Regions from separate parts of the Gossypium hirsutum genome. Here all the other regions are linked to region 1. Evidence: chromatin contacts called from public Hi-C data. All regions are on one chromosome and are shown on one strand. The core of a region is the stretch at or near the end of the contact, and the rest is flanking DNA. Distances in the headings are between cores, read along the strand shown.

Region 1 (2,801 bases), core at 120-2,619:
GAGGATCCTCAGATTAAGCAACAAACCAACGGAGTCAGGCAGATGTTGCAAATGATTGGAGGATGCATTAAGCTCCTCAAGTTTCTTTAGTCCTCCAATCGAATCAGGAATGACCTGGTTCTCAAGCACAAAAACACTAGTACATAAGCATCTACCCATACAGTTAAACAATTTACATATGTAAAGTAGTGAAGACCATAAGCAGCAGTTCTTTGTGCAAAACAGAGAAAAAATACCAATACCCTCAGTCTCATGAAATACGCCATACTTTTAGAACAGGAGATAAAGCAATTTTAATTGAATAGCGAAAAAGGAAAGAATCCAAGTATTTAGTTTATCAATTGGGATAGTGTTGATCCAAGGAACATAACGTGGCTACTATAGTTCTTAGTTTAAACATCACAGCTTTCGCAATTTCATCAAGCCTTGGGATCAATTTGGCATAAACAGAAGAAAAGATAATGAAAATAAACATATAATACCTCTATCTGGTTATTGGAAAGATTGAGATAAACCAAACCGTAAAGTTTACCAAAGGCCTCAGGCAATAGCCTCAACTGTCTTCCAGAAAGCTCAACTCTTTCAACCACCCCATTCTCAGCTTCTTTCAATATCCTCACAACATCCTCATTTACTTCATCATCGCCGTTCATTTGCTCGACAGCTGAGCAATACAGACGACCCAGATTCTCCTCCACCTCAGTCAACTGTCTCTCATAATCCTCGTGCAAGCCTTCCAATCTAAGCACGGTCTTATATATGTCGGCCTCCTGTAAGGAAGATTGGGTTTCTTGAATGTGGGTAATCTTGGAACGAGCGGCGGAGACAGCTGATGGATCGGGCCGAGGTCCTAGGGAGCGTAGGAGGGAATGGGTTTGGGTGACGGAGGTGGGGATGGATCGGGAAAGTGAAGCAAGGATTGATGGATCGGGTAAATGGGGGAAACGGGTGAGTAAATCCTGGCGGATTTGGGGAGGGAGTGATGGGTAATTGTAAGGATCTTGTTGGGAGAAGATGTAGGACAAAATGGGGAACTTTGAAAGATTAGGATCCATTAAGGTAATTGAAGGAAGCAGAGATGAAGGAAGCAAGGTCAGGGGGAGGGGGGGAGCATTGACGTGAGAGAACGACGAGAGAGTAGTGAACAGCAATGACTCATGGAGCTGATGAGCAGTGTCTCTCGGTTAGCAGTTAGCATCGCAACGCCGAATGCCAAATGGTACTTCTGGCATGCGCTGGACCTGGTCTACCGCTTTCCTTTGCTCACATCATCACATTCTATACTGTGCCTTTGGGTTCTAAATTTCTGAGCTAACAGTGGGTTCCTAATAATGGGCTTTTCATTTATTGGTGGCTTTGGAAGGAAAGGCTTCATAGGATGACCCAACATCCCCCCACAATACATTTTATTATTATGGGTAGGGTATCAATCACGTATGAACAATTCTATTATTAAAGTTCCAGTTTTATAACCAAACTTGATTTACATAAAATAAGATAGGTTGATTTACATAATTTATATTTAGTAAAAGAAAGTTGGAGCCATTTTATCATTGTGGATTCTTAAAGGTACAATAATCACGGCATTAATGTCTTCTATCAATTATACATAATTTTAATTCGTATAATAATAAATTTAACTTTCAATATTTATATTATTTGTCATTTGGGCCTTCATTTTTAAAAAAATCAATAAATTTGTTAAATTAGGATCAAATTAACAGAGATTAAATAACTCTAATTTTTTTAGAATGACCAATTTGTTCAATTTTAAAATTGGGAGAGATTATAAATTTCTTTTTACCTTTATATTATAACAACTCAATTAATAATAATTGTATTTATCCTCTCCTTAAAGATTTTGAACTAATCCAATATCTTTATCATACCAATTAAAATATGGTATTTATCATTATATATTTAATAGTCAATATTTCATCACATTAAAATATTTTATTATACAATTTTAATTGACTCAAAATTTGGTATACATTATTGAACATAAAATATAAGGGTGAAATTATTAAAATACTAATTATACACAAAATTATATATAAGTTGTGTATAAATCCCACAGAAGACAGACGCGTGATGAGTATTTTGAGGATTTGAGTCAGCCAGCCAGCCATACACACCCTGGCCTCTTGGTCCATTATCAACAATCAAAGGCTTTAACGTCGCTAATATCAGAGCCGGTCATAGCTTTCAAGTGGAAGATTAGACGCATGTGGGATCCATGATGGCTACACCATTCTCTTTTTTTAATAATGAACCACTCCGCTCCTTGTCCAAAATAGACTTCCCAAATTCATGCTTTCTCCATTAGCATCCTCTGTAGAATGGCTTGTTTGATGTAAATAAAAAGGAAATCAATCATATAATTAATACTCATGTTAGGAGGAGAAAAAGAAAAGATGGGCACATGGTAGGGATAACCTTAAAACCACTTTTATCTTTATCCCCAACAGATGATAACATAGAATCATCAAACTCTTTCATTTTCGACTTCAATATCCCTGCAAGATTGTATGGGGCACTGGCGACCCTTCCTTTGAATCAGGAGTCACAACCTCTCACTTCTTTTAATTAATTAAAACTCAGCTCAGCTGGAGTTGGAGTTGGAGACTTTTTTTTAAATTTAATCCAATATCTACAGTCCTCTCTCCTATATTGTACTTGTTCAATTTGTGTCTTGGATTGAAGGGAACTCTTTATTCTGTTTCTGTTGTGAATATATTTTAGCTTTATTCCGAGGAAATTATTGTGTCCCACTACTATATTTAGATCCTTTTGAGTGCATC
Region 2 (2,801 bases), core at 163-2,662, 370 kb after region 1:
TATCTAAGAACAACAGTATGGTCTTAAATACCCCAACGAAGAATATGTAGGAAATAGGCATTTACACATTCTCTGTTGATAGCAAAAGCTAAAAGCACCAACATATAAAACTCTGCGAATTCAGCATACGAAGCAGAGCTGCATGCTGAAATAAAATAAGAAGAAAGCAGGAAAAACATACCTTCTTCCCTTCCTTCTGAAGCTCAGAAGCTCGAAGATACAACTCACCTCTAACTGCATATTGAACTTTCTTCACGTTTTCATTCATTGTCTCATAGTCTAATGCCTTAAGACCCATGATGCCCAAGTTCCTTCCTTGAACTTAACGATATATGGACTCGGTACTCAACCTGTAAAAGAACTACAAAGCATAAGTCCAATTTAACATTTTGGTTTTGCATATAAGTTTATTAGTTGGCTTTCCAGTTCCGATACGAGAGTAACAATCAGCAAAACAGTTCGAACGTTATAATATAATCACTATAAATTCGCTCTAATCCTAAATCTTAAAATCGGGTCTAAACATTTGAAAAGAAAAAAAAACATCGGCTCTAAGGTTCATATGATAGGAAAACATGCATTAATGAAAAGGATTAAAAGGAAAATCATAAAGTGAAAGAGAGCTTCTTGCGATGCGATCAATGCAATTATCAGTGAATAAGGAGCCAAGCCAGAATACTAGAAAATCCAGGCATAGAAATGCATTTAGAAGTTTGAAAACAGTCAATAATCAATAGTCTATCAACAAAATCACACGGTTACCTTATACCCAAAACCAAGAATCCGTAAAATTCAGGACCTAAACTCAATTAATTATGAATTACCAGAAAATCCAAACAGTTCAACCTTAAACTAAACAGGGAAGTGCAGAACAGAAAAAAACTCCTTAAACGAGGCTAACCCGTGGGATGAGTGGAGTTGAAACTGATATCCCGAGGTGTGCAGAGAAAAGGGCAGGCACAGATTTTATGTGTAGTTTATTGTGTTGCAAGTGTCAGAGACTTTTTCATGTCAGGGAAAGGCAATATATACAAATAAAGAATTGATATATATAAAGATGTGGCAATGTGTAAGGATTTGAAAGCAGTGGCAGCAGCAGAGCCACTGAAAAAAGGGATTTATTTTGAAAATGTGGGGATGTTGTGTTTTATCTTAAAAAGATCAAAACACAAAGGATAAAATTGATCGAGGAGGTGTGGTGTAGCTTCAAACTGTGAGTTATTGGTAGATAATGAACCCTTTGGGGACTCCCTCACATCTTCTTTGGACTCATGTTCAACATTGGTCGCTCTCACCAACTCCCAAGTGTGGTTCATGTTCCATTCTTTAGAGGAATTTTCTCATCTTATGGCAAATGGTAGTAGGGTAATTTGGTCAACTTTCATGAATGAATTATTATGAATATTAGAGAACGTCAATCATTGTTGTTTATTTATTTTTATATTGAGCATAGAGACAAAATTAAAAGCTAAATGTCTTAAGATGGATGGCGAATGCCTTTTTCATTGGTGATAATGTTGCTGCTCTAGGAACTTCACCCGGAATGAACGGATATCAATATAATCATAACACTCAGTCATTGATATAATTTGATGAGACGAATTAGGAATAACAAAATCAATAAGCTTAATTGATTAACAATAAATGAATAAATTTTGATTTGTACGAAGTGATGATCTTGACTCGTATAAAATAGTAGTTAACCGGATGTTCATTTGGTATGGGTTCAAATCGTGTTATCTCATCCCCATTCCTAATATTGTATAAATAAATAAAAAAGACAATGAATGAATATATTCTATTTATAATATATATAAATATTTTACCTAAACTCAAAACTTTCTTTTAAGAGAATTACTTTTGAGGATAGTAAATATATAGAAAAAAACAATTAATCAATGACATTGGATTTGCAACTAATTTTTAGATGGTACAAAATTTTAATGCTATCAAAAAACAGAAATAAAAAAGATATCTGTAAAAGACCACTTTCTCTCCTCTAATTAAGAAAAAGACCAAAAAACTGCGAGAGAGAAGCAGGCAGTGCTTCATACAAGTTCATTATTTTACTTTGTGCGACATCTTTATATAATTTAGGAGCCTCTTATGGGCCTTACCACTGTCAATGGCTTCTTTGGCTCTTTCCAAAGCTAAGGACTCGTCTTCTGCACCATCACATCCTAGTAAATGATCCACAATTCCAGCATTCAAAACAATCCGGTCATATGCCGGCCCTTTTTCACCTCGAAGAGCTGCCAAACCCAACTCGATATTCTTCGATACCTGATATATTATAGCAAACATGGTCATTTGACAACAGGTTTTCAAAAATAACAAACAAAAGAGACTGAGGCAAAGAGGAGTTTCATCTCCACCCTTTCTGGTGGTTGGTTGGAAGGGGATATATAGAAAAGGATTTTCGAATTTTACCGATCTATTGGTTCTTGGAGTATCAGTTGGTTCAAAACCATAGTCCATTGCATTAACCTCAAGCCTGAAACTCTGACGTGATACACCTGCAACGTTAGGATATTGGTTGGCATTAAAATTCTGCAAATAATCTTATTTCCATTGGATATCCAGAGAGCTTTTGAAATGGATTAAACAATACAAAGCTAAATACGAACCATCCACTTCACAAGCTGATTCTATGCCTACTGAACGAAAACCAGAACAATGGTTCACAGGAAGTCCTTTCCTTGCTGATCGCAACCTAGTTGTCATTGAGAGGGCACCTTCTTCACCCTTAAATAACAGCTGTCTCAAACATTTAAGTGTTTTGTTTGGATTACTCGTTGATT
Region 3 (2,801 bases), core at 168-2,667, 280 kb after region 1:
ATTGTTTGAGCTTGGGTTAGCTCAATGACACCCCAATCACTATAAACTAGAATAAACTATAATACTAAATAAACACTTATTTCTAAGATATTGTTCGTATTAATTCATTGAGCTTTATAATTTATTTTACAAATTGAATAAGATGTGAATGCATAATTGATGAGAAATTAATATCGTATATAATAAAAGTATCATGAAAGTCCTTGTATTTAGAGTTGGATTGCATTTTTCTTTCTCTATTAAAAAAGAGGCAAATTAGTTTATATACATTATATCAAAAAGCAAAGTAATTCTTTTTGTTATAAATTTCATTCATTTTTATTGCTAAAAATTGGTTCTTATACGTCAGTATGAGATATACGTGGCATACACATGTCATTGTCAAGTTATTTCGTCATTCATACTAGTTTTTAATAGTACAAATAAATAATTTTTTTTAATAAAAAAGATGAATTTATCTAATTTTTAAGTAGAAAAAACAAAATACAATCAAACTTTAACTACATACAACTCCATGCTACTTTACCCACCATGTATGCATGTAAGGAAAATAATATGTCAACGAACTCTATCCAAGACATTATAATTGCTAAGCCTTTGAATTGATATGTTCAAAAGGGAGTTCAGCAGTGAGCAACATTATTTTCATCAAAGATCCAATAATTGAGCCATATGCCCCATATTATTTAGTACTAAAATAAGCATCAACATTTCTATCTTACTGTTAAAGAATCGTAATGTAGTTTGAACCTCTGAATAATAATGATAGTTCTTGTCTGAGTATATTGGTGGTCGTAAAAATTATCACTCCATTTTTCCCTTAAAAATGCAATTATTTTATTAATTGCAGAAGATTGCTCAATAGATTTCATCATCAAATAATTTGATGGGGTGTTGGGCTGCTTAGTCAAGGAATGTCTGAGTCACTTGTTAGAAAACTAATGAATAAAATAGTAATTAAGCACGGAAAATAGAACACAAATTGCGTGGTCAACAATTCAAAATTTTCATCACTCTGTTTATCTTTTCTACAACATCATCGGGTCAACGGCTAAGGGTTTTTTCTTTCTTTCCAGTCTCATAATTCTTTTATATTTTTGTCTATATGGGCTAAAAAATGTGACGCCAACCCTTGTCTTACAGTTGTATTAATTATCAGAATATGTGTTGAGTTGCAGTATGAATTAAGATGGTCCGAAAGTAATTGGAAAATTAAAGTAATATAAATTAAAAATAGATGGAAAAGAATGCTTTGACCGGAAACCAGTAAAAGAAAATGAAAAGGAAGGAAGGAATAATTTTCAAGTGATGCTTCCGAGCAAGTGCTTTTCACCTTCCTATTACGAAATGTAAAAAACTTAATCAATTGACTCCTCGTCATCTTCTTTTGGTGCATTTTAATTTGTTATTATTATCATTTACTATTATCGTTGTTTTTCCATTCACGCGCTGCGTGGAAAGTGGGATACCAATAATGGTGTAAAAAAAACAGCACAATTCCCTAGAAGAGGAGGAGCTTCCTAAAAGAAACGTCAGTAGCAGCTAGCTAAGGCTGATTGATTTTCTACTTCTTGACTCGCCCAGGACTCACCAAACGTATTAACTCATTGAGTTGATGATGGGATCGGCGGAGGAGAAAAGAATCGAGGATGAGCTTTCGTATCCGATTATGCTAGCTGAGCGAGTTCGGGCGGCGGCGGACGAGGCGGAGTCGTTTAAAGTTGATTGTGGGGAGGTGGGGAAGCTAGTAGATCGGCTTTCCCAAATGCTTCGAACCCTGGTCCGCTCCACCACCTCGGTTCAAGCCCTCTACGAACGCCCGATTCGCCGGGTAGTCTCCGAGGTCTCCAAGAATCTAGAGCGAGCCCTCACCTTAGTCCGAAAGTGCAAGAGGCAGAGCATCTTGCGTCGAGTCGTGAGGATCACGAGTGCCACCGATTTCCGCAAAGTGTTGAACCTTCTGGACGCTTCCATCGGCGACATGAAGTGGCTCATGGGAGTCCTCGACACCGAGAACAACGGTACTGCCAGCGGAATCTTCCTTTCCCTCCCCCCGATCGCTAGCAACGACCCGATTATTTCCTGGGTTTGGTCTTACATCGCCACCGTCCAAATGGGCCAATTAACCGATCGAATTGAAGCTGCTAATAACCTCGCGTCTATCGCTCGAGACAACGACCGAAACAAAAAGATAACCGTCGAAGAAGGCGGCATCCCTCCTTTGTTAAAGCTTCTCAAAGAAAGCTCTTCAGCGGATGCCCAAATCGCAGCGGCTAATGCGCTTCTTGTTTTAGCAAACGAGCAGGAAAGAGTTAGGAGTATTGTCGATGAAATGGGGGTTCCAATTGTGGTTCAAGTGTTGGGAGATTCCCTTATGAAGGTTCAAATTCCGGTAGCAAAACTAGTGGTGAGAATGGCGGAGCATGACCCTGTGGCTCAAGAGGATTTCGCCAGAGAGAATGTGATTAGGCCGTTGGTCACTTTGTTATCGTTCGAGACTTTTGTGGAAGATTCTAAGACACAGTTGGGTAAGCAAAGCATTCATTCTATAGTTCGATCAGAAATTTTCTTCTGCTGGATCGACTTCGAGAAACTATAGTTATAGACCGTATTCGAACTCCTACTCGAATTTGCATATGGAAGGGAGTAGTAGGGGAGGAAATCATAGGAAAGAAAGAGAAAATGAGAAGCCTGAAGTTAAACTTCAGTTGAAAATTAATTGTGCTGAAGCTTTATGGATGCTTGCTAAAGGCAGTGTTTCAAATAGTAGGAGGATAACTGAGACAAAAGGATTGCTTTGC

What was found. Hi-C and Micro-C count contacts between places; a contact is called where the count stands out from the background.
Region 2: a contact with region 1 is called in a Hi-C map of leaf, with 1.6 times the contacts expected there. The contact joins the promoter of LOC107909695 here to the promoter of LOC107909706 in region 1. A contact is called at or near these places in 3 of 34 Hi-C or Micro-C datasets (callus and leaf).
Region 3: a Hi-C map of leaf shows a contact between it and region 1, with 2.7 times the contacts expected there. The contact joins the promoter of LOC107909697 here to the promoter of LOC107909706 in region 1. A contact is called at or near these places in 3 of 34 Hi-C or Micro-C datasets (callus and leaf).

Annotation. Positions count from the first base shown.
Region 1 is chrD02:60,070,670-60,073,470 of Gossypium_hirsutum_v2.1, forward strand. It overlaps LOC107909706 (plant intracellular Ras-group-related LRR protein 3), which reads right to left and starts at 1,370. Exons shown (of 3, transcript XM_016837337.2): 1 at 483-1,370; 2 at 1-114. The coding sequence starts at 1,055. It overlaps LOC107909705, which reads right to left. Exons shown (of 4, transcript XM_041088915.1): 4 at 1,934-2,801.
Region 2 is chrD02:60,441,249-60,444,049 of Gossypium_hirsutum_v2.1, forward strand. It overlaps LOC107909695 (glutamate--glyoxylate aminotransferase 2), which reads right to left and starts at 1,413. Exons shown (of 14, transcript XM_016837320.2): 1 at 902-1,413; 2 at 182-350. The coding sequence starts at 298. It also overlaps the pseudogene LOC107907866.
Region 3 is chrD02:60,349,650-60,352,450 of Gossypium_hirsutum_v2.1, forward strand. LOC107909697 (ARM REPEAT PROTEIN INTERACTING WITH ABF2) reads left to right here and starts at 1,418. Exons shown (of 4, transcript XM_041088920.1): 1 at 1,418-2,553; 2 at 2,555-2,801. The coding sequence starts at 1,616.